7 separate regions of the Mus musculus genome follow, and regions 2, 3, 4, 5, 6 and 7 are each linked to region 1. The links are chromatin contacts, called in public HiCAR-type, HiChIP or PLAC-seq, Micro-C and promoter capture Hi-C maps. All regions are on one chromosome and are shown on one strand. The core of a region is the stretch at or near the end of the contact, and the rest is flanking DNA. Distances in the headings are between cores, read along the strand shown. Region 1 holds the start of Klf3 (Kruppel-like factor 3 (basic)). Region 2 holds the start of 5830416I19Rik (RIKEN cDNA 5830416I19 gene). Region 3 holds the start of Ube2k (ubiquitin-conjugating enzyme E2K). Region 4 holds the start of Tbc1d1 (TBC1 domain family, member 1). Region 5 overlaps Tbc1d1 (TBC1 domain family, member 1). Region 6 overlaps Tbc1d1 (TBC1 domain family, member 1). Region 7 holds the start of Rfc1 (replication factor C (activator 1) 1).

Region 1 (3,030 bases), core at 288-2,787:
AACCCTAACTTACAAAATTATTAAGATGTTTGTTACATTCCTGGGATGAGGCAAGTTATCATGCAAGCAGAATTTCTTATAAAAAGTGTTCCTCAAATTTATGCATAAAGTTCTCATTTATCTTAACTGGCCCACGTTCACTCAATTTTGCTTAGTGACAAGATATCAAATCCAAATGAATTCAGAATACCAATTCATACTTCCCCCCCAACACCACTCTTGAGAATAAAGTATCTCCAACAATATTAGAGGAAAAAAAATATAAGTTCTTAGAACCAAATCTCATGACTCCGTGTAAAATAAAATCTCAATGACTCTGTGTAAAGTGTTTATTTTGAAGAATACAAGGTAAACATTATCCAGTGTCCATTTAACCTGAATTATTCAAAGGCTCATTCATATTCAATTAGTATTATTGTAAAATACTACTATTGTAAGTACTGCAGTAAAAATTTACAGAAGTGTTTCTGTTATCCGCCAAAGACATGGATATGACAATTCCAACTCTTATTTGCCACCTCCAAGCTATCCAAAGGTTCTGGTCCACACCACTGTCCTGTGGTCCCTACAGGGCTCCGGTTCCCTAACACCGAAGGCGCTCTGCACTGCTAGCCACGCTGCAATCCTTTGCTTCAGGCACTGCGGCAGGTTCTCTCCAAGTCCCCAAAGGCAGTCTCTCCAAACCTCGGTGGTTCTTTTCCTCCCCCCTGCCTTCCCCCACAAGCCAAATGACCCAGCAGTTAGCGCGCTCCGGGTACGGAAAAGGGGATGCTTCTTCAGTCCCAATCGCCCCCAAGTTTCTCGCCAGGGGCGCTGGAGGCTGGGCTCCAAGTTTGCTGGGCGGCAGCTGGGGGGCGCGGGCGGGGGGCGGGAGCCCCGAGTCCAGGCGGGAGGGGGAGGAGCAGGCGCGCGGCCTCGCCGCTACCTGGCTCCTTCCAACGCGGCCGCTCGCGGGGTGCGCCGGGGGCTCCGATGGGAACCGAGCGCGGGGGACCCGGGACCACACAGGTGAGCCCCGCCCGCGGGCTCCCAATCCACCGAGTTCCCCTATCCCACGATCCCGCCCGCCATCCCCTCCCCCTCGCTCCTCCACCCCAGCTCCGAAGCACTTTCCCAAGCCCGAAGGAGCCCTCGCTGCACCCCGAACCCGTTCTCCGCGTCCTGCTTTCTCCGAAGGGAAAAAAAAAAGGAGAGAAAGAGAGAGAAGCAAGCAGATGCGGCGCAAAGCGGGGCGCAGGACGGCAAGGTGAGGGCGCGGGGACTTACTCTGCCAAGCGCGGTGCCGAGCGCAGCGGCCAAGAAACCCAGGCCCGGCTCCCCGGCGCCCGGAACCCCGCGGGCCGGCAGGTCAAGCGCTTCGGGCCGGACGGCGTCCGGGATAGGGACCGCGACCGCACGGACGCGCGGGTGGGGTTGGCTCGGGTGGCGCTCGCACTGCGCTCCGGCCGCGGCTCCGCGCGGCTCGGCTCCCCGCTCCCCTCTGGCTCCTTGGCACCAACTCTGGGCAGTCACATGACGCCGGCGCCGCTCGCTCTGCGAGCCTCCCCGGGGCTGGCGGGGTAAGTAGAGGCTGGGAGCCGGGGTGGGAGGGTCAGGGAGGGGCAGCGGGAGCCGCCACAGCCGCCCGGGCTGGGAGGGGTCCCCACCCACTTGGGTGGAGGCAGCCGCCGGAGGGGTCGGCGAGTCACTGGCAAACACGCACCCCGCCCTGCCCTTCCCCGCCCCCGCCTCCCGCGCCGCCCCCGCCCGCGCCCCGCCCAGTCACCCGGGGCCAGCCTGACAGACACTCATTATTCCCCGGAGCCGGGCGCCGCCCCGCCGGCTCGACCTGTCCCGGGAGGCGCGGCGCGGCCTCGGGGCTGGGCGTGAGCGGCCCCCGCCCGGCTCTCCACCCTGGGCCTCCACCCCGCCTGAGCGCTCCGCCCGGCGCCCTGAGCCCGCGGCCCCGCCCTAGCTGTCCTGGCCTCCTCGCTGCGGCCCGAGCCCCGGGGGGAAGGAAGGGCGGCGTTGGCCCGCTCCGGGCGTCACACGCTCTACGGCCCCTAGCGCCGCTTCCAAAACACACAGCCCGGGTTCGCAGGCGAGCCGAGGAGTGGGGGAGCGAGGCCGTCAATCACTCGCTCCCGCGGGAAGGGCCGCCCCTCCCGGGCAGAGGGCGGTGGAGCGGGTGTTGCGGCCCAGGATGCCCTGTCCCTACGTCGGGGAGCGCGGTGCTCCAGGAGCGATCGCTGCCTTGTGCACAGGGGTCGCGCTGCAGCCTGCGCGCTGGCGCTGTTCGGAGACTTCGGGTCGCCCCTGTTCTTTCGCCTACCCTGCAGGGGCCGCTTCCAGCCTGGAGGGACTTTTCTTGGAAAGGTGGAGACCCCCGGAGGAGTGCGACTCCCCAAGGGCCCGATGCTCTGGAGCGAAAAGGCGTTCGCTGGTCAGCCTTGCTGCCAGAAAATTTAGCAAACTTCGGGCAGATCCTCCCACCTGGGGCGAGAGCTCTGGCTGGCCTGGGGCTCAGCCCCGGGACCTTTCCTTTCACACTTTAAGAGCCTCAAGGCACTTTTTCCGTGGAAACCAGGCCAGCGCGAGGACAACTTCGCTGAGCTTGGTGCTAGGCTAGAGTCGGAGGCTTTTGAGTTTCCTTTTAAAACAGTATTAATGTAATAAGGAACGCAATAAAAAGAACAAAGGACAAATTGGTTCAATTGTTTTAGTTCTGTGTAATGTTTTAAAACAACCCGGCTTCAGTCTATGGCTTGTTATTACTTCAAGATGTTTTAAAGGCCCTGTAAGTTCACCATTCTCACTTCACTTTGATGCTTCAGCCAGGCATGGTACTACTTAAAACGTAGTGATACATAGATTCCCCACTCCTTGTTGTAACTACAAGGTACAATTAAACTAGAACCCAGTAACCTCCAACACTGAAATTGTCTGTCCTGAGGAGACCCAGAACCCACTAGTTCACATTCCAGTATAATGTCCTGTTTAAAATGTAAGTGGTGAGGGTCTTGGGTGGTTTATTTCCAAATAAAATAGTCA
Region 2 (3,030 bases), core at 366-2,865, 760 kb after region 1:
GCTCTCAAGCCCAAATCTTATTCCCTTCATGGCATGGCGATTCTCCTTTCTCTCTCTCTTGCCTGAGAATCCTAAAAGTCCCACCTCTGTCTCCCTGCCCAGCCATTGGTCGATGGCAACTTTATTTCCTAACCAAAGCCAACTGGGGGCAGGGACCCTCCGCGTCCTACATGCAGACGTGCGAATTCCCATGTAATTTTGGGAACCCAATTAACGTAATACAAGCAATACACCAAATCTACAACCCTGCATCTCCAGTTTTCTCCGCCTCCCTTCTTCAGGAGGCAAAGAGACCCTTCATATACCCAACACTGGGTCTGTCATTCTAGAAATATCTTTTCTCGCACTGTATCCTCACTACCTCTCTCGTGATAACAGGTTCAGCTAGGAACTAAGGATAAGAGCATCCTTACGAGATAAATGTATTCCATCTGGTTCCAAGGCACAACGAAACCCAGAGAATTCACAGAACTGACCAACATCACGTAGTTGGAAAGGACAGAACTGTGTCTAGACTTCTGTGTCTGTGACTGCTTATGACATAGAACCACAGAGTACATTTTTACTGCCAGTGGATTAACATTCAAATTTCTTGCTACTTATTTTCAAAAGTAGAGCAGTCATAACGTTTGTTTGTTTTTCTTGGAAAATAACCACAGGAAAACCCAACAGTGACAGAGCTTTTTAACTTTGAGTGTGGCCCTTGCTTTTTGTTTCGTATGCCTGAAAGAGTCCCCTGGAGAGCCACCCAAGCCCTGCTGCATGTGACATGGCTCAGAGCCAGGCAGCAATCCTGCTCTTCCCACCCGGAGCCCTTGGCCGGTGGCCAGCCTGCAGCTCCGTACTCATACCCACTGTATTGTCTGCCGGGCTGGTCATGTGAAGGGATGACTGATTTAAGGACATGAACGCCATGATTCATAGGAGGGGGGGAGAGGGAGAGAGAGAGAGAGAGAGAGAGAGAACATTAGCTCACACACCAGTAGCCACTCTCAGCACTGACCCGTGTTAAGAAGAAGTGGTGCCGGTCAGACAATAGGAGAAGACCTACATCCTCTCTTTGAACTGACTGTGGCTCTGAGATTACAGGGCTTGGCCAGGAGAAGGATTTTGAGGCAATAAAGCAAAGAGCCTCTGGATAAGTCATATGCCAGGGCACAAAACATAAGTGGCTCTTTGACCTCAGTCAGCCTCCGATAGTCTCTTACAGTGGCTAAGAACTTTAGGTAGGTTTGAGTCATACAGCTACCACCACACATATTGTTGTAGCCAACGACTACATCTACTTCAAAGGATTCAGTGCTTTAACACAGGTACAAATCAGCACGGGACCCAATCATGGTAACTTCTACACCAGTGTGAGTTAGCAGGATTCTTAGGAGAGATGCAGATACAGTTACCTGGAAACGGAGTCGCCATTTCTCCATCTTCTTTCAACCCTGAGGATAGAAAGCGTTCCTACATTATCCTATACTGCCTCTGCCATTCTAGAAATAACCCTGCACCCCCACTCACCTCCCTCCCCGAACAGCGAGCTCATCCAACACGAAGCTGGCGAAGCTGGCGCGCACACCGGCTCTGACACATACCTCCCGGCAGAATAATGGGTGGCACTGAGAGTGCTTGTTCAGACCAAAGCAGAGCGGGTGAAACAAGGAAGTCGCAAAGTGTTGTGGTTTAAAACGGATAGACAGATAGACGTTTACAGTTTAGGATTACCGCCAGCGAGTACAGGGCCACGGGAGGAGACTCTCAGCCTTCAGACTATTTCTCTAACAAGGTGCTTGTCCATCCATCCCCCCCACACTTCCCCAACCTTCCCCAGCCTACCCTCCCCCGCCCCAGATAAAAGTGTCATGTGCCAAGACATGATCTCTTTAGATAACATTTTATTTATTCTTTTTATTACATTTCTTTGTTTTGTGTTCGGATGTGGGAGTGGCATATGAAAACCATCATGGGGGCTGGGATAGCAGAGACCACTCTGGAAAACGGTGTAGACCAAACTGAGACAGATGGGGAATCCCACAATCCCCTCTCAACGTCCAGCTTCCAAAGAAGGCCTGACTTCTTCAAGGTACACAGAACCTTTTAAAACTACCATCCAGTAACTGAGCCTTCACACATGCAGGTCGTTCATACTTTCAACCCAAGCCTTTCAGCCACTTTCTCTCTTCATTCTAACAAAAATAAGTAAGTAAATAATAAATAAATTCAAGAAATCAGCCCCCCACCAAGTTTTTCTTGATCAAAATGCCTCAAAAAGAGGAGGCTGTCTCTAACCCAGAAGTGTAATTTGACGCCTGTCTGCAGCAGTCTTCTGTGCTGATTAGCATGGACATAAATATTCATGTGCTGATTCATGAGGAGGAGGTGGCAACGAAGAAAGCATCAATAATTGTTGATTGTTATTAGCCATAAGTGGGGCTAGCAGAATGAGCTTATTATCCCCCAAGAAATGACATTAATGTTGGTTTCACACACACACAAACACATACACACACACACAGAGACTGCAACATGCATAGGAGACAAAGCCTAGATTGCACACATATAACGAGTCTTTCTTTTGCCATCTGTTCTTGAATTTTTTATTTAAAAATCTCTGACACATGAGTATTTGTGATGGAGGAAGTTGGCAACCACTTTGCACTCATTCTCCAAGGGGCCTGGAGGCCAGAGCATCCCACCAGCAGCTGCATGGTGCAGAGGTGGGCTGCCACTGGCACTTCTGTCTCCACACAATGGGAAACATTGTCCCTCTGTTCAGGTTGGAGATGTCTTTGGAGACCTATTATCCCGGGAACAAATAGAATGATACAATATATCCGTTGTGTTTGACAAATAAGGGAATAGGTACCACTGAGAGTCTAAACTGTCCTTAGTGTATTTGTTAGGATAAAGGGCAAGCTGCTATAATGCAGACTGTTTTTAAAAGTTCAGTGGCTTCAGAGAGATACCTTTGCTCTTTTCAAACAAGCCAGGCCTTCCATGTTGGCAGGATGGCTCTAATGCACGTGCTTCCTCTGG
Region 3 (3,030 bases), core at 325-2,824, 730 kb before region 1:
AAAGATCATAATTGACATTATCAAAGCATCAAGCAAGCCTAGAAGAAAAACATGTAAACCTGAAAAAAATAATTACTTACAGAATTTTGTTGTTAAGTTCAATCATAGAAAAGCTAGCATTTTTGTCGATTTAGGTGGAAAAAGTTGTACTATTACTTTTACAGATGAGTAAAATTATTCAATCACTCTCAATATTTCACATAAATAAATTTGGCAAGCATTAATGTACTTAAAATTTGCAAGACTTACAATGTACTAGGAGTTTTATTTTTCTTAATATGCTATTTCCTGCTATAATATTGTGTCAAAAAAATAAACCTAACTCAATAGTGAACTACAATAACGTGTTATCTGATGAAATCCCTTGTTTTTTAATAGGCCTGTTTTTAAAAGTGAGACTCAAGTTAACTATGAGGGACATCATAATGAAGTTTCACAGTACAACACTAGTCACAGAGGCATTGCCCTAGGAGAGCCTGACACTGGTAAACAGTATTCTGAAATAGGCTACTCAGACACTCCATTATTCTCCCTACTTCAAATCATTTAATTAACAAACAACTTGCCTTTGACCAGACTAAAAGCTTTAAATGTCAATGATGAGGCCTAGTTACGGGCTGGGTCCGTAGAAAAGAGATTACCACCTCATTCGGAATTATTTCTCTATCTGTAGTGGAAATTGTTTCAGTTCCCTTCCCATTATGTCTCCCTTTCCCCCAACACTACACTGGAAGGGAGTAACTCAAAGTCTTCCCCTCGTCTATACCTAAAGACTGTGGAGGTTCCTTCCCCAAGGAGAAGACAGCAAAGGCCCCGGCCGGCGATCTCCAGAACACCCCGAAAAGCGTGGGCCTGGGGGGTGCGCTGCGGCCGGGGGATCCAGTTACTACCTTTCCCCTTCCCCCAACCCACTTCCCGGGTTTTCTCGGCCTGCTCCTTCTTCCCCACCGCCTAGTCACACTTCCAGATGTTGCCGCCACCGCCTCGGGGCTCCCTCTAGAGCTCACGTGCCCCCGACGAGTGCTTCGGCATCGGCCCTCCAAACCCCGTTCCTCCCCAGGCCGGCCGGCCGGCCAGCCGCCCGCGAGACCGCCTCTCCCAGGGCCCGGGGAGGGGAGGGAAAGGCGGCGGGAGGAGGAGGGGAGGCCGCCGCTTCCCCAGAGGCAGAGAGGCGGCCGCAGCGAAGCCGGCCAGGGCCCGCCGGGGGTCGCGGAAGGAAGGGGCCCTGCCGCCCGGGGCTGAGATGGGGGCGTCCGGTAGCTCGTTCCTGACCTCCTCGCTCTTCAGCACCTCCTTGAACTCCCGCTTGATTCGCTGCACCGCGATGTTGGCCATGTCTCTGCCCGCAGCTGATTCGTACCCGCCTCCTCCGCCACCGCTACGACCACCGCCACCGCTGCCACCTCTTCCTCCGCCGCCGCCTCCTCCCTCAGCGATTCAGACCCGAGCACACGAACGCTGCCACTGCCACCCTCGCCGTCGCGTTCCTCCTCACTGTAGAATCACCTCCGCGCCCGGCCACCAAAATGGCGCCGGGTCCGCGCATGCGCACCACGCTGACCCGACCGGGCGGCGCAGCCGCTCCAGTGGGAGCCCCATACGTCTCCAGCAGCGAGCCCGCGCCGCGCCGCGCCGCGCGTCTCAGCCGGGGCTTCGGCCGCGTGGCTCCGCCCTGCCGGCGGCTGGGGCCAGGAGGGTGCGGCTTCGCGGCCTGTCCGCGGGGTCTGGGCCTGCCGGGTCCTCCCCTGCCCCTCGGCCTCCTTTACAGAGAGACCTCCAGTCCCTAGGCTGGGACCCGAGGTGGGAGCCCGGCCTGGCGGGTGTCCCCGGCCCTAGCCGGGCCGAGCCCCGCTCTAACTCGGCCAGACCCAGAACCCACGGGCTCGAAGTGCCTCCCTGTGTCTAGCGGAGGAAAAAGCTATGCAGGAACTGGGTCCTGCCCAGCGTCCGTTGGTAAACCCCCGGGAAATCCACTGCCGTAGCTTTTGTTCTGGAACCATGATAAGGCAACTATTATTCGGTCATCTCAGGTATTACAGATGTTTAAGGTTGTGTAATGGTTGTGTCCCACGGCTTGTAATTGATACAGGTGTTGCCAGAAAGAGGCCTGTGATGGGTTTAAAAGCCAGAAGTTACATCTTTGCCCTGTTTAGATAATCAATGCTGAACTGCAGAACTAAGGTGTTTTTCAAACTTGAAAGTGCCTCGGAATCCCTGGAGAGCTGGTTAAGATTGTTAGCACCTATCTCTAGAGTGTGGATGGACCTAAGAATTGGCATTCCTAGCAAGCTCCCTGCTGCCCGTTTTTCAGCGGCCACGCTGTGGGAATGACTGGATTAAGCATGTGAAGAACTGTATTTATTATAGTGACAGTTGAAGAAATAGAAGGCCGAAAGAGCTTTAAACTTACAAAGGTGTTTGGCGCTTGTATTGAGTGAATATAGTTGAGTGGAGAAAAGAGAAACGAGTAAAATTATTTAATTGAGCAATAACGTGGAGAGGCTATTTGAAAGTGGTTAGTAGAGTTTAAAACAATATGGTGTGGGTGCTGAGAGGTACTTTGAAAATAACATTTTGAGCGCCGGGCATGGTGGCGCACGCCTTTAATCCCAGCACTCAGGAGGCAGAGGCAGGCGGATTTCTGAGTTCGAGGCCAGCCTGGTCTCAGAGTGAGTTCCAGGACAGCCAGGGCTATGCAGAAAAACCCTGTCTGGAAAAACCAAAAAAGTAAAAATAAAAAAAAAAGAAAGAAAATAACATTTTGAAATTATGAAGGTGTTATTGTAGGAATATGTTTCATGTATTCACCTAATCGATCAGTTCCGTATTCCATTTTAAGACTAATGCTAGCTGAGTGTGGTGGTACAAGCTTGTAATCCTAGATTGGGAGTCAGAAGCAGGAGGACCATCAGTTCGAGAATCATGTTTCCCTCATCTGTGAGATAAGGAGGTTGTTTAAACTTCTAAGAGTTCAATTTTTCTTTTTTTTTTTCTTTTTATATTTATATTATATGTAAGTGCACTGTAGCT
Region 4 (3,030 bases), core at 196-2,695, 640 kb after region 1:
TCCTTAAGAAAGTCCTCAGGGTTCCCAGGGAGGAACTGACTCTGCAGAAGGGGGGCACCGTGAATGCTGAGAAAAGAGAAAAGAACTCGCTAGCCTCAGCGAGCTCTCAGGCAAGGTAGTGAGACCCTGAAAAGTGATACATTCCTACCTTTGGGTACAGCTGCCCTCTCCTTCTCCCATCCCACCCCTCCCACCTTGAGCAGGCTCCACAAACAATAAAGCCTAAGTGTGGCCATTCTCCAACTCATGGGAATCCCACTTCACATCGAGGGGGTCTTAAAAGGGATCTTTGCCCATGGAGGTGCAACGCAAAAAGTTTAGAAGTTTAGACTTGTAGAGACAGCTGAGCTTCCTGGGTGTGACCCATTTAAATTAGGTCATTCAAAAATTCCCTTCTAACACCTGGCTCTAAATAGAAGAACGGCTTGCAGCCACTAAGAGGACGAAGGAGGGTTGTACGTAGGAGGTGAATGCCTGCCATCATCAGTACCAGGGCGCTGAAGATGTTTGCTGAGAGAAACACTCATCACTTTCAATTTCTTTTCCTTTTTAAGCAACTTCCGGAGAACAAGGCATTTAAAATAAAATCACAACCAGGAACGCCACACCTAGGTGGGGTTCAAACAGAACGACACATCTTTTAGAAAAGAAGAGAACAGCAACCTGTGAAGTTAGAGTGAGCCTCTTACTCACGTAGCAACCCGGAAGCTGCTAGGAAACAATCAAGCCGGGTTTCAAAATGACCAGCACAGGATGTGCCCATAGAAAGAAATGTTGCGTGCACCGAGAAGCTGCCAAAGTTACCGCTGCAAAGTACCCTGAACTTTCAAAAGGCGGCCTGGGGTCACTCTGACCGGCCTCGTCCGAGCTGGATGCCTTACAAACACTTGTGCCCCGGTGATATTTGGCGGGAGGGAGTGGGGCGGGATATGCAAGGAGGAGGAGCAGGGGACCTGAGCACCTTCGTCGCAGCGCAGAAAGCATCAAGGTTTCTCCCCCCCCCCCCCACCCCCAAGCAGAGGACAACAAGGTAGCTCTGAAATCCCGCCTCTTCCCCCTCCCCCACCAGAGCACCCCAAGAGACCCGGCAGCAACGCCCTTGGGTGGCGGGACCGCGCCTTCTCTGCAGCAAGGGAGCTCAGGGGCATGCTGGAAGTGGAGGGTTGCCCCGCACCCTAAGGACCCAAGGTGGAACCTACCAGTGAGGTGGCACGCTCAGAACTCCGGGCTGAGCTAGGGCGCGCAGGTGCTCCCGGGCACCCAGAAGATGGCCTGGGCGGGCGGGGCGTCCATGGTCCTCAGCTGGCTGTGCTCTTGCCGCCCCACGCTGCTGGGGTGGGGGTCCACTCCACAGTCTCTGCTTCTCTTGCGGGTTGAAGAGACGGTCGGTCCGAGGTGGCTTGCAGCAACAGGCACCGCGGTGTGGCCGGCGGCGGCGACAGCAGCTGAGGAGGAGGAGGAGGTGTCTGCGCGCGGCTCGCTCGCGTTTCCTCCTCCCGGGCTGGGCGAGCGCTGGGGAAAGCAGAGGCGGGGGAGGGGGACAGCAGCCGGAATCTCCCTAGTGAGTCCCCCGGGAGCCAAGAACAGGAGTAGATGCCCTCCCTTCCCCTCCGCACCAAGCGACTCTGGCTAGGCGACTCGGCCCAGACTGGCGAGTCACAGGCGAGCAACAGCTGCTGCAGTGCGGGTCCTCCGCGGCCTCCCTCCCCTCGCTCCCCAGCGGTCCATCCTCAGCCCGCCCAGGGGCCACCAGGCGCCACCCCACGAGAGCTCGGGGAAGGTGCAAGCATCGCCACCCCATCCAGCCTCAGCGCGAAGTCCTGGCCCGGAATATTCCCTGCGTGCTCACAAGTGATTATGGCCCTCCCGGCGGGATGTGTGGTCACACACCGGGCTCTTGACCGCTTATTTATAGCAGGTAGCCCTGCCCGAGGCTGTTTTGGCGTGCGAGGTTCTCAGCAGGTGGCAGCGGAGCCCGCGCTCCCTGAGGGATCCTGCTTCTCTGCACGCACCCTCCGAAACGGACCCGGAGATCACTGCGCAGCGTACCCGCAGGCCACCCAGCCACCAGCCCTTCCCCCGCCTCATCCTTCTTGCATTGGGGTCGAATGGCAGGATGGGGGCTGGTGGGGGGAACCAGGAACCGAAGCAGGATGGGACGCTGGCACTCCAGGCAGCAAAATCGGGGACTCAGAGAAACACCCGGGATGAAGTGCCCTCCGCGGATTAGCCTCTACTAAACCCATCTCTGGCCAGGTGCGGGGAGTGACGCAGAGCCCGGACCGCGCGCTTTTTCCCTCTCTGCGTGCGGAGCACACACACGCACGCACTGCGCGTCTGTGTGCACGCCAGAGAGCCACAGAAACCTCTCAAAGCACCATTCCCGCAAGTTAAAGAGGCAGACTCACTCCAAAGAGCAGAAGGGATCCAAGAAAAGTGAGCGGTGCACGTGGCTTGGATTGTATCTAGAGCCCTCCGTAGCTGCCATGTGGGGTTAGTTCATTCTTTATTACACCATAGTTTGTCTTCCTAGTTTCAGATCGAGAGAGAGAGAGAGAGAGAGAGAGAGAGAGAGAGAGAGAGAGAGAGAGAGAGAGAGAGAGAGAATGAATGAGAATAGATATAGCCAGGAATAGTCTAAGGAAAAGAGTGTTGATTGGTTCGTGGAAAATGCTCCGCAGGAAAAGATCAGGTTATCCAGCTAAACTCTATCGTCTTCAGCATCATACTATCACTGTTTCATGCTTTTATCTTCAACCCCATTGTTAAGTTGTCCTTCCCGCTCTGTGGCCTACAGACCATGGCTACTTCCAGAAGGTCACCACGTCAAGACAAGCGACATGCCAGCCATTGAAGGAGCATCCCAGCCACATTTGGACCTATTGCTTAACTACCCTGCCTGGCAGTCTCCACCATAGAAGGGACAGAGAATTTCTGGAGCATGCTTACAGAATAGGGCCAGAGCCACCTCATCTACCATTTCCTTCCCTTATCTTGTCCTCACCCTGCCACCTCCTCCCTGCAAAACGT
Region 5 (3,030 bases), core at 338-2,837, 590 kb after region 1:
GACCGCTCTTCCAGAGGTCCTGAGTTCAATTCCCAGCAACCACATGGTGGCTCACAACCATCTGTAATAGGATCTGATGCCCTTTTCTGGTGTGTCTGAAGGCAGCTACAGTATATTCTTATACATAAAATAAATAAATCTTTAAAGAAAAACCACTGCCATCTAATAAACATGCAGAATTTCAACTAAGTATGCTCAGTGCTTTCATATCCCAGGTCTTAAGGCTTCATATGCAAAAAGGTATTGAAAGAGTTCCTGTCCATTGCTAAAAACACAGTTAAGTTAAATGATTACGGTTAGAGACTACCGTGGAGATGTTAAAGATCCTGAGAGAGGCACAACTGTGACACTGTGCTGACGACAAGATGTACCCATCAGTGGACTTTAGTCATTTCTGAAGCATTCCCTTGGTTGGTCCGGTTTTTAGCATCCTCATAATAATCCTAAGAAAATAGTAATAATGTAACCAAATAATACCATAGTTATTAATCTCCTCACAACCAAACAATAAAGGGTATTAGAGCCGGGGAGTTCTCACACAGCTAAAACTACAAACAGGTGGTGAAGAGGAAAGCTGAGGGGTTGGTTAATTTGTTTATCCAACAAATATTTATTGCGTTTCTCCTCTCACAGAAACATATATGTATTTACTGGGTACCAGACATCCAGTTAAAAACTATAAACTTAAGCACTAAAACTGCAAACATTTAAACATATTTAAGCATCCCCAACTATAGCACTAAGCGACCAGATATATGGGAGAGGATGCATCTAGTCCTGCAGCAATGTTATGGGTGAGGGTGGTATTACTTGGGGAGGGGGGGTAACATCCATGGGGGGTTTCCCCTTCTCAAAAGAGAAGAAGGTGGGATGGGGGGAGGACTTACATGACGGGGTACTGGGAGAAAAGGAAGGGCTGATATTGGGTTGTAAAGTGAGTGAGTGAATGAATACATACATACATTCATACATACATACATACAAACATACATACATACAAGAGGCCAGCTAGAAGCAGTTAGTCTGTTCAAGACTGCATACCTATTTGATGGGAAAAGGCTGATTATGATGAGGGAGTTTTATTCCAGAAATGTTTCCCGTCTTGTCACCCAAGATGTGACTATTGGTACTTGGCCTAAGTTCTGAGATATATGACTCTTTCAGAAGAGGGGCCTAGCATTTCTTCAATATGACATCTTTATTTGCAGAGGAAATCTATTTCACCTAGTAAAGAGCCATGGATGGGTGGAAGAAGATGCCCACACCCAGTAGACACTCACCTTTGACCTGCTGACCCGAGACAAAAGGTTACTTGTCTAGAAAACCCCACCACAGAATCAGTTCCAGGATAATGGTGAGTGTTTCAACCTGACAGTGGGCAGAACAGTCACTGTGTCTGCCCCTGTGGGTTCTTGGTAGTGGGAGACACAGGCAAAGCACTTAAGTTCCCAGCCATCTTAGGACTTGTCTTCAGGGGAGAGAGGCTGACATCTTCTCTCTGAGCCAGTAGGGCATCCTAGCAATGAGACTTGCATAGTCTCTGGAGATTAGCTCTGAGTATCCTTTCATAGAGAAGCAACCCAGAACATGCAACCTATTTTGTCTCTAGCTACATCTAGATGGCTTCTTGTGAAATAGCACCTTCAGAGGCTTAACCACCACCCACTTTCACCAGTATCAGCAAAACCCACAAACACGCAATGCTAACAAGCTTGTAATTTAGGAAATTCACTATGTCATGGAACTCAGCAACTACACAGGAACCCCTATGAGCCTCCCAGGTGATTCAGATTGACACCAGGTGCCACCTAGGTCTCCATCAAAGCCTCGAACCGAATCCAAGGCCCTGGCATGAAAGGAGAAGGAGAAGGAAAAGGGAAGTTTATCAACACTGACTAAGCAATCATTTTAAGACAACTGATACTTTAACTAGAAGTATTACCAGCTGCTATGATCTTTTTTCTCCTCTGCCCCAAGAAAGTAAGTTTGCGCCCTAGCTTCTAGGACTTCCTTCATGCCTTCATTTGTCTCCTGATGAGCTGGGAACAGAAGACGTGGGAAGATCCTGACCTGACCCTGGCCTTTCCCCCCTTCTCCTTTGCTATTTCCTGTCTCCTGTTTTGTCTACAGGAATAAACCATGCTCTCAGAATCTGCGGGCCTCCTTTTGAGAGGACTGAGCGAGCACGGAAAGCTGAAGTAGAATGGAGCAACATGACCACTTGTATTTAAACAAAATGCCAATGATGGTACAGACCACTGTTCCAATAAGGAACTTACACACTTAAGACACGCTCCGAGAGCTAGGATGACCGTTACACTCCTAGCACAGGATCTGAGAGCCAGGATGACCTCTTGCAAGGAGCCCAGACCTGAAGTCAGACAGACGTGCCTGGGAAGTTCAGTACCATCACTTTCTCTGGCAGTGAGATTTGGGCAAGTTACCTGATGCCTAAGCCCCTTTTCCCATACCCATACAACAAAAGCAACATCCACCCACCAGACCTGCAGAATGTTCCAAACCTCTCAAGAACAGTGCAGAATAGCCAAGGCATACAGCTCAGTTGAACAGTGTTTTCTAATTTCTAACTGGCTTTTGATTTCACTCCTTACTGCCCTTTAATAAAGCCACCTTTTTAAAAAAAATAAATAAATAAAACATAATCCACCCTGACTTCTATTCAACTCTCTCTATTCACCTCGGATCTGTTGGAAGTGGAACTTGCCTCAGCCCCCTTTCCGTTGCCATGACAGAATACCTGAGATGGCTACATTGAGAGATGAATAGAGGTTTGTTCAGCCCATACTTAGTTCCAAAGGCTTGGAAGTCCAAGATTAAAGTAGGTACACTCAGAGAGGGCTCGTGCTGCTTCTGCTCGTGGGAAAACAGAAGGGGAAGCTGGAACTGAAGACAAATTATAAGGGACAGCTTCACTGGGTGTCTTCCCACTCGCACAATATTGAGTCCAGTTCTGGTTTCTAGAGCTCAGCCTAAGCTGTGGGTCGCAACCTCATCGAGGGTTGCAAACTG
Region 6 (3,030 bases), core at 294-2,793, 570 kb after region 1:
AATTACCTAGCTTCTCTAAATGTTGGTTTCTTTATATTCCCTATGCACACACCAGCAAAAACACATAGGAAGAGCCAACAACCACACTAGGATCATAATTACTCCAAGAATCAGGTATGTTACAGAACTTGGCTACTCCCATCATGGCTGGCACACATAAAGTGTCCAGATATGTAATTACCTCTTCCTCTCCATGTTTTAATGTTAATTCAAGTTTCCCCTTCTCTTAAATGCCCAATATAGGTAATGCTTTTCCAAACAAAATCCATCACCCTTATTGAAGGAAAGGAAATCCATTATACATATAGCTCATTTCCTATGAGTCTTCCTGGGAACAAGAGAACTAAATAAATGGACCAGTGAGTCACCACAGCCCAGCGCCAGGGATACTCTGCCACACTGGACCTCAATGGTCTCACTCTGCAAAGGTTCAGGCCATACTCTCTACCTGCACACCGTTCACACAGCTGCTCTCCCAGGCCACGGGCCTTGTGTTAATGACACCCTTCATAAGTAAAGGCTCTCCACTCACCCCAACCACTGCTCATAATTCCTACCCACCCCTGACGTTTCCCATGCCCACCATGATCTGAAATTCACAAGTATGCTCTCATGTGGTTAAATAAAGATATGAGAAATACAATACATTGTTTCAAAGATATGTATAGCTTTGACTCACAAGTCAGCAAGGCAATATTTAATATATACAAAACCCAGAGACAAGAAATTCGGGGTTAAGTTTAGCCATAAACTAGCTATGAGAACTTAGTGACCAAAATTGACTTCATTGCTCTGGTTCATCGCCAGCTTCTTTATGCAGAAGAGAACAAACGGAATCACATTCAAAGCTCCACTCCACTTTGAACAACAGAACTAAGTTCCACCAGAATTTCCACACCTGAGCCACAACCATAAATAGGATGTGCTGGGATGAAAAAAAGCGCCTTCATTTCTGAATCTACCCAAGTATCAATAATTTGGTTAAAATAATAGGCCTTCCTCAAGATTAAAAAAAAAAAAAAAAAAAAAAAAAACTGGTGTTAGAAGGAATTATGCAAGGTACTAAAAGTGGGAAGCGACTGTGACAGCTGTGAAACACAAGAATGTGGGGGAGGGGTGGTAAGATTATCAGAGCCCAAGGACCAGGAAATCTGTCAGGCTGTCTCTCCTAGAACGAGAGTGAAGATTCACTCATGATACCTCTACCATATAGATGCCTAAACAAGACCTGAACAAAGACACTGACAGACATGTTAAAGTAGAAATCTCCTGGGGGCTCCACTCCTAGACAAACTGGTAACTATGTAACTAGTTAACTACAGGATGCTGAGAGTGGCTAACTACTTGGTGTTGGACAATCAATTAGGGTACTATTTCTTCCCCACTAGTGCTTCCTAACCATGTTCTTTCTCCCTTAGCCTCCCACACTGTGTGTGACCTGTTTGCCCTTTCCTACAGATTTCACACAGACCTCACCTTCCATTCTCCCCAGAACCCTGGCTGAGCCCTGCAAACACAGCCTAGTTAATTTGCAATTAACCTTCCCTTACAGGCCACCTCCCCCACCTAAACTACACAATGCTCAAAGGATGCAAGTGTTGTCGTCTCTCATCTCTGTTCCCTCAGCCCTTCACACTGTGCAACCATCATCCACTCAACCCAACTACCTATCCAACCAGGTTCTAACAGACTATGTTTACAAATGGTCTTCAGTTTCCTATTCATACTCTGATGTTAGTCAAAAATAGATTTTAACAAACAAAAGGAAACAAAAAAACAAACAGATATGAAGGGTTTGGTGTTTGTTTGTTTGTTTGTTTGTTTCAGAATGAGAAAACAGGCTCTGCAAATTTAACCAGAACAGTTCGGGTCAAAATAAGCCAACAGAGCTCACACATCTCTTCTTGTTATAACACGCGACAGATATGAAATAATCTGCAGGAAAAGAGCAAGAACACTAGGAAATGATCTTCCCAGCTTACTGTTTGTTTTGTTTTTTGTTTTTTGTTTTTTTCAGATAAGTCTACCAAAACATTGTCGAATACAACATTCCTGTTAAGATTATCAAAATCCAGCTCACAGCCTTAGCTGTCATCTTCCTTGGAGAAACACTTGCACCATGTGATACAAGTGGAAGCCAAGAGAACATGCCAGTTGAAGTGAAAAGAGGGTGCAAACAGACTAGCCTGGACGCCCCGGGAGCAGAGGCAAGACATGCTAACTAAGGACTGGAAGGGAGACAGCCGGCTGGCTCCAGCTGTGGAGAGCACACTGGCATCACGCTGTGTCTCAAAAGATCTAGGACTTCTTCCTCACCATGTCACCCTGACCAATTCTGAGGGTCCCACCTTGTTTGGCACAACCCGAAAAGTCCCTCTTGGTCCTTTGCCCCGGCACTTTGCAACTGCTCTGCTGTCTACTGGTTCTAATAGCACTTGAAATGTATTTTTGTAAGAAAGGAGAGGAGGCAAAGTATCATTTTCATCAAACACTACTCCAATTCCTAGACTGTGATAATATTCTAATGTTATGTTGAGCAAAGATGTAAGTACAAAGAAGTGTTTACACCAAAGACTTTGAACTTGATAAACTGAATGGTTACTACATAAAAAATTCAAATTTTTAAACAATGTGTTGGAGTATGAGGTACAAAAGTACCTCTTCCACTTTGGTTCCCTAGACAGCCAATTTCAAGGTCACTGATTTTCTTTTTTTAGGTTTCTCTTGCAGATGAAACAAACAAAAAATAATAAAAAACAAAATATAGAAAGAAAAAAACCCAAGTGAAACCATGGCATATGTTTTTGTTTGTTTGTTTTCGAGACAGGGTTTCTCTGTGTAGCCCTGGCTGTCCTGGAACTCACTTTGTAGACCAGGCTAGGCTGGCCTTGAACCCAGAAAATCCGCCTACCTCTGCCTTCTAAGTGCTGGGATTAAAGGCATGCGCCACCACTGCCCGGTATGGCATATGTTTTAAAAAAAAAATATGAGAGCCTTCTTACTCACAGTGCAGTCCCCAGACCAGCCACA
Region 7 (3,030 bases), core at 250-2,749, 530 kb before region 1:
GACATCTACTTAAATACAAACTCTTGTATTCCTGAAGGCTTTACTGTCTTTCCCAGTAGATATGGTGTCATAAAATGACAAGACCCAACAAGAAGTGGTTAGAAAAAGATTTCAAAGTTCAAGGCCAAAGTTTGATACTGCCCTCTACACTAAATTCTTTGATAGTCACGTTTTCTCTTAAAGTTATATGCAATTGTTAATTTCTATTCCACAACCAGGTTGCTCATTTACTCATAGGAAACTTGCTGGCCAGGTGTGGGCTACCACCCCTATAATCCCAGCAGTGGGGTGGTGGAGGCAGGCCCACTAGAGTTTCATAGCAAGAGCAGCTTCCAAAGCTTGCTTATCCTAAATCTTTTCTTGTTTTTTTTTTTTTTTTCCCCTGTGTGGGCGTGTCTTGGTTATGTCAAAGATTTGACTATTCTTTAAGAGACTTAATGAAGCTTTAGGAAGGAATTAAGGGGCTAGTTTTCTTCCTTCCTTCCTTCCTGTCTTTCTTTCTTAGATTTATTTATTATATGTAAGTACACTGTAGTTGACCTCAGACACTCCAAAAGAGGGCATCAGATTTCATTACGGATGGTTTTGAGCCACCATGTGGTTGCTGGGATTTGAACTCAGGACCTTTGGAAGAGCAGTCAGTGATCTTAACCGCTGAGCCATCTCTCCAGTCCCGGGGGCTAGTTCTCTTAGCTTGGTAGTTTTAGAGCAAAGACATTGGGGCTGAGGGTTGCCCAGTTGGTTGCATGCATTCACAGTAGCTCTGAGTTTGATCCCTTGCATCGTGTAAAGCAGGAGTGTTGGCATATATCTGAGATTTCAGCGTTTGGGAGGCAGTAGAGAAATCAGAAGTTCAAGGTCATTCTCAGCTACATAAGGAGTTTGGGACCTGGACAAGTCACATGATCTTCTGCCTCAGAAAAACAACCCCCCCAAACAAACAAAATGCCTTTACTGTAAACAGTCCGTTAAATGCAAACATATACCCACGTGATGGAAGGTTCCCTGAAAGTTGTTCTCTGACCACAGCTTGTCATTCCATCTTCAATAGATAAATGTATTAAAAAGTTAAAAAAAATGTCCATTCACTAAGGGTCTGTTAGTTTGAGCCAAAATCAATAGGTCAAACATTAAAAATAAAATAAATCAGTGTAAAGTTTGATGAGAACAGTTGACCTTTGCGGGGCGCATCGAATACACTTCATCCTACCGTGGTGGCAGTAAGAACTTCTGGAAGCGGCTACAGAGCACTGCCCTTGCAGCACGTGCGTGTACTGCAGGAAGGAAGCCACCTGGGAACCCGGCTTAGAGGAAGTCAGCCTCAGATCCCAAATTGGGCGTCTCCCGGCCACGATCGCACGCGCACTCGCCGTCCTACAAGGTAGCAACCCTCCGGTTGCTAGGGCTGTGGTCCTGCACCCAGTGCGCAGCTCCCGCCTCGGGGCGGGGCCGCGGGGAACGCGCGCCTCCGACGTCATCGCCGCGCGCCGCCGCCCGCGCTTCTGCTACTTCGCGGGAGAAGTTGTTGGCGCCAATGGATCCCGAGCCCCGATAACGAATTACCCCAGCCACGGGCCTGCCCACCTGCTCCTGTTCGGTCGTGGGGCTGCGATGGTGAGCCGCCCGGGAGGCCGTGCAGCTACAGAGGCTTTGCAGGCGGGGGTGTGAACGGGGCGCCGCCGCGGTGCGGGATGGGGAGGACGATGCAGAGGGCTCCGAGGGGCCCGGCTTAGGGTGCGGGGCGCACCAGGGACGCAGCTGCAGGGAGGTGGCTGCTACGCGGCAATTTCACATCCCCACCCCCCCGACTCTTGGGGGAAGGGAGGAAGGAAGAAGAAAGTTGATTTGGACGGGGCGTTAAAAGTTACTTTCGTGTACAGCCTTGTCCCAAATCATCTCTGTTGGAGTGCTTCCTAAAGTCCCGACTTCAAGCTTTGCGTGGAAGAATGTCACACTTGGCTTTCGCAGGGAGAAGTTTGCTCGGGCCTTCAGCTTGAATCAGCTTCCTGGAAGCGAGTGTCAGCTGTGACACAAGGAAGTTTATTTGTTTATTTTGTTTAGAATAATTTATAGGAGTTGAGCGGATCCTGGTTTACCAGGAATAAAAACACGGCGAGTACAGACGGATGTTCTGTATTTGACAGCTGTCATCTCTTATCACCTGTTACGATAAGTAGTTTTTTTTTTTTTTAAACCTCAGTTCCAACTTCAATAATTCAATGTAGTGGACATTCAAATAGTTTGAAAGTGAAATTGTTTGAAAGTCCCTGGCATAGGAGACAGATACAAGTTGGAAATAATTTTTAATTTACTGGACCACTGAAGATGTTCAGCTAATCTACAAGATATTTAACAATCACACTTACACACACTTTTATTATTCTTAAGCTTGTCAGAACACCAGCATGCAGGGGAGAAAAGTGTTACACCAAACTGGAAAAAGTTTCAGCTCTCTGTTTTTTATTCTTTGGGGAAAAAAGATAGTGATGGTAGCCACCCAGAGTCGGCCTTTTTATTTTCGGGATAATATGTGAGTTTGCTTTAAATACCGTCTAGAAATTCATCTGAAGTGTTGTTTTGGAAAATATTTATTCTTATTTTAGTTATGTGTATCTGTGTTTGTATATGCACACATAGTTTGTGTATGCACACATATGTTTGAAGGCCCATGGTAGCCAGAAGAGTGTGTCAGATCCTCCAGAGGTGGTGTTACAGGTGGTTTTGAGCTGCTTTCTGTGGGTGTTAGTTCTGGAAGTCAGGGTCTCTGCAAAGAACAATATGCACTCTTAACCACTGAACCATTTGTTCAGCCCCCAAGTCCAATACATTCTTATTTGACTTGTAACGTGTATGTTGTGTCTGAGTATATTTCTGTGACTATGCATGCCTGATGCCATCAGAGGCCAGAAGAGGGTGTTGAACCCTTTGGAATTGGAGTTGAACTCATGTCCTCTGAAAGAGCAGCAAGTACTCTAACTCCTGAGACATCTCTTCAGTCATACCTCTCCAGTTCATTGGTGGTGCATGACT

What was found. Promoter capture Hi-C pulls out the DNA fragments that hold promoters and counts their contacts. Hi-C and Micro-C count contacts between places; a contact is called where the count stands out from the background. HiCAR-type assays count read pairs that join an accessible place to other places. HiChIP or PLAC-seq counts read pairs in DNA pulled down with a chosen protein or histone mark.
Region 2: a contact with region 1 is called in an H3K4me3 HiChIP or PLAC-seq map of embryonic forebrain, with 4 times the contacts expected there. The contact joins the promoter of 5830416I19Rik here to the promoter of Klf3 in region 1. A contact is called at or near these places in 1 of 39 promoter capture datasets (the HPC-7 cell line) and 6 of 115 datasets of contacts at active chromatin or transcription factors (astrocytes, bone marrow-derived macrophages, embryonic forebrain and 3 more).
Region 3: a Micro-C map of embryonic stem cells shows a contact between it and region 1, with 11 times the contacts expected there. The contact joins the promoter of Ube2k here to the promoter of Klf3 in region 1. A contact is called at or near these places in 3 of 484 Hi-C or Micro-C datasets (embryonic stem cells and erythroblasts) and 1 of 115 datasets of contacts at active chromatin or transcription factors (memory CD8 T cells).
Region 4: a contact with region 1 is called in a HiCAR-type map of astrocytes, with 2.9 times the contacts expected there. The contact joins the promoter of Tbc1d1 here to the promoter of Klf3 in region 1. A contact is called at or near these places in 7 of 39 promoter capture datasets (the HPC-7 cell line, HPC-7-derived erythroid cells, cranial neural crest and 5 more), 1 of 15 datasets of contacts at CTCF or cohesin (large pre-B cells), 7 of 484 Hi-C or Micro-C datasets (B cells, the HL-1 cell line, LSK cells and 4 more), 14 of 115 datasets of contacts at active chromatin or transcription factors (the NIH/3T3 cell line, astrocytes, bone marrow-derived macrophages and 10 more) and 1 of 9 other capture datasets (liver).
Region 5: a contact with region 1 is called in a promoter capture Hi-C map of neutrophils, with 4 times the contacts expected there. The contact joins the enhancer-like site here to the promoter of Klf3 in region 1. A contact is called at or near these places in 8 of 39 promoter capture datasets (the C10 cell line, the SN4741 cell line, hippocampal neurons and 3 more), 4 of 484 Hi-C or Micro-C datasets (brown adipocytes, cerebral cortex, cortical neurons and 1 more), 13 of 115 datasets of contacts at active chromatin or transcription factors (T-cell acute lymphoblastic leukemia, astrocytes, bone marrow-derived macrophages and 10 more) and 2 of 9 other capture datasets (adipose tissue and liver).
Region 6: a Micro-C map of embryonic stem cells shows a contact between it and region 1, with 4 times the contacts expected there. The contact joins the enhancer-like site here to the promoter of Klf3 in region 1. A contact is called at or near these places in 5 of 39 promoter capture datasets (the C10 cell line, cranial neural crest, frontonasal cranial neural crest and 1 more), 5 of 484 Hi-C or Micro-C datasets (all in embryonic stem cells), 22 of 115 datasets of contacts at active chromatin or transcription factors (the SCID.adh cell line, astrocytes, bone marrow-derived macrophages and 16 more) and 2 of 9 other capture datasets (adipose tissue and liver).
Region 7: a promoter capture Hi-C map of pre-B cells shows a contact between it and region 1, with 2.5 times the contacts expected there. The contact joins the promoter of Rfc1 here to the promoter of Klf3 in region 1. A contact is called at or near these places in 5 of 39 promoter capture datasets (cranial neural crest, liver, neutrophils and 2 more) and 2 of 115 datasets of contacts at active chromatin or transcription factors (extraembryonic endoderm stem cells and memory CD8 T cells).

What each region holds. Positions count from the first base shown.
Region 1 is chr5:64,802,028-64,805,057 of GRCm38.p6, reverse strand. It overlaps Klf3 (Kruppel-like factor 3 (basic)), which reads right to left and starts at 1,537. Exons shown (of 6, transcript NM_008453.6): 1 at 1,267-1,537. Gm38457 reads left to right here. Exons shown (of 2, transcript XM_006504241.4): 1 at 1-1,008; 2 at 1,099-2,688. The coding sequence starts at 769. The coding sequence ends at 1,563.
Region 2 is chr5:64,043,558-64,046,587 of GRCm38.p6, reverse strand. It overlaps 5830416I19Rik (RIKEN cDNA 5830416I19 gene), which reads right to left and starts at 1,615. Exons shown (of 3, transcript NR_045384.1): 1 at 1,590-1,615; 2 at 1,401-1,439.
Region 3 is chr5:65,535,789-65,538,818 of GRCm38.p6, reverse strand. It overlaps Ube2k (ubiquitin-conjugating enzyme E2K), which reads right to left and starts at 1,574. Exons shown (of 7, transcript NM_016786.4): 1 at 1,273-1,574. The coding sequence starts at 1,335. It also overlaps a transcript of Smim14 not described here.
Region 4 is chr5:64,158,675-64,161,704 of GRCm38.p6, reverse strand. It overlaps Tbc1d1 (TBC1 domain family, member 1), which reads right to left and starts at 1,445. Exons shown (of 22, transcript NM_001310611.1): 1 at 1,200-1,445.
Region 5 is chr5:64,211,463-64,214,492 of GRCm38.p6, reverse strand. All of the region lies in intron 2 of Tbc1d1 (TBC1 domain family, member 1), which reads right to left. Among named protein-coding and RNA genes, the nearest start is that of Gm46913, 34 kb to the left of the region's middle. Within about 2 kb of position 1,587, at least 50 of the 459 cell types and tissues checked have an H3K27ac peak or open chromatin away from gene starts, as enhancers often do. A contact at or near this core is called in adipose tissue, bone marrow-derived macrophages, liver and 1 more, where this site is marked.
Region 6 is chr5:64,235,939-64,238,968 of GRCm38.p6, reverse strand. All of the region lies in intron 2 of Tbc1d1 (TBC1 domain family, member 1), which reads right to left. Among named protein-coding and RNA genes, the nearest start is that of Gm46913, 9.9 kb to the left of the region's middle. Within about 2 kb of position 1,543, at least 26 of the 459 cell types and tissues checked have an H3K27ac peak or open chromatin away from gene starts, as enhancers often do. A contact at or near this core is called in astrocytes, bone marrow-derived macrophages, embryonic stem cells and 2 more, where this site is marked.
Region 7 is chr5:65,334,108-65,337,137 of GRCm38.p6, reverse strand. It overlaps Rfc1 (replication factor C (activator 1) 1), which reads left to right and starts at 1,499. Exons shown (of 25, transcript NM_001347357.1): 1 at 1,499-1,614. The coding sequence starts at 1,612.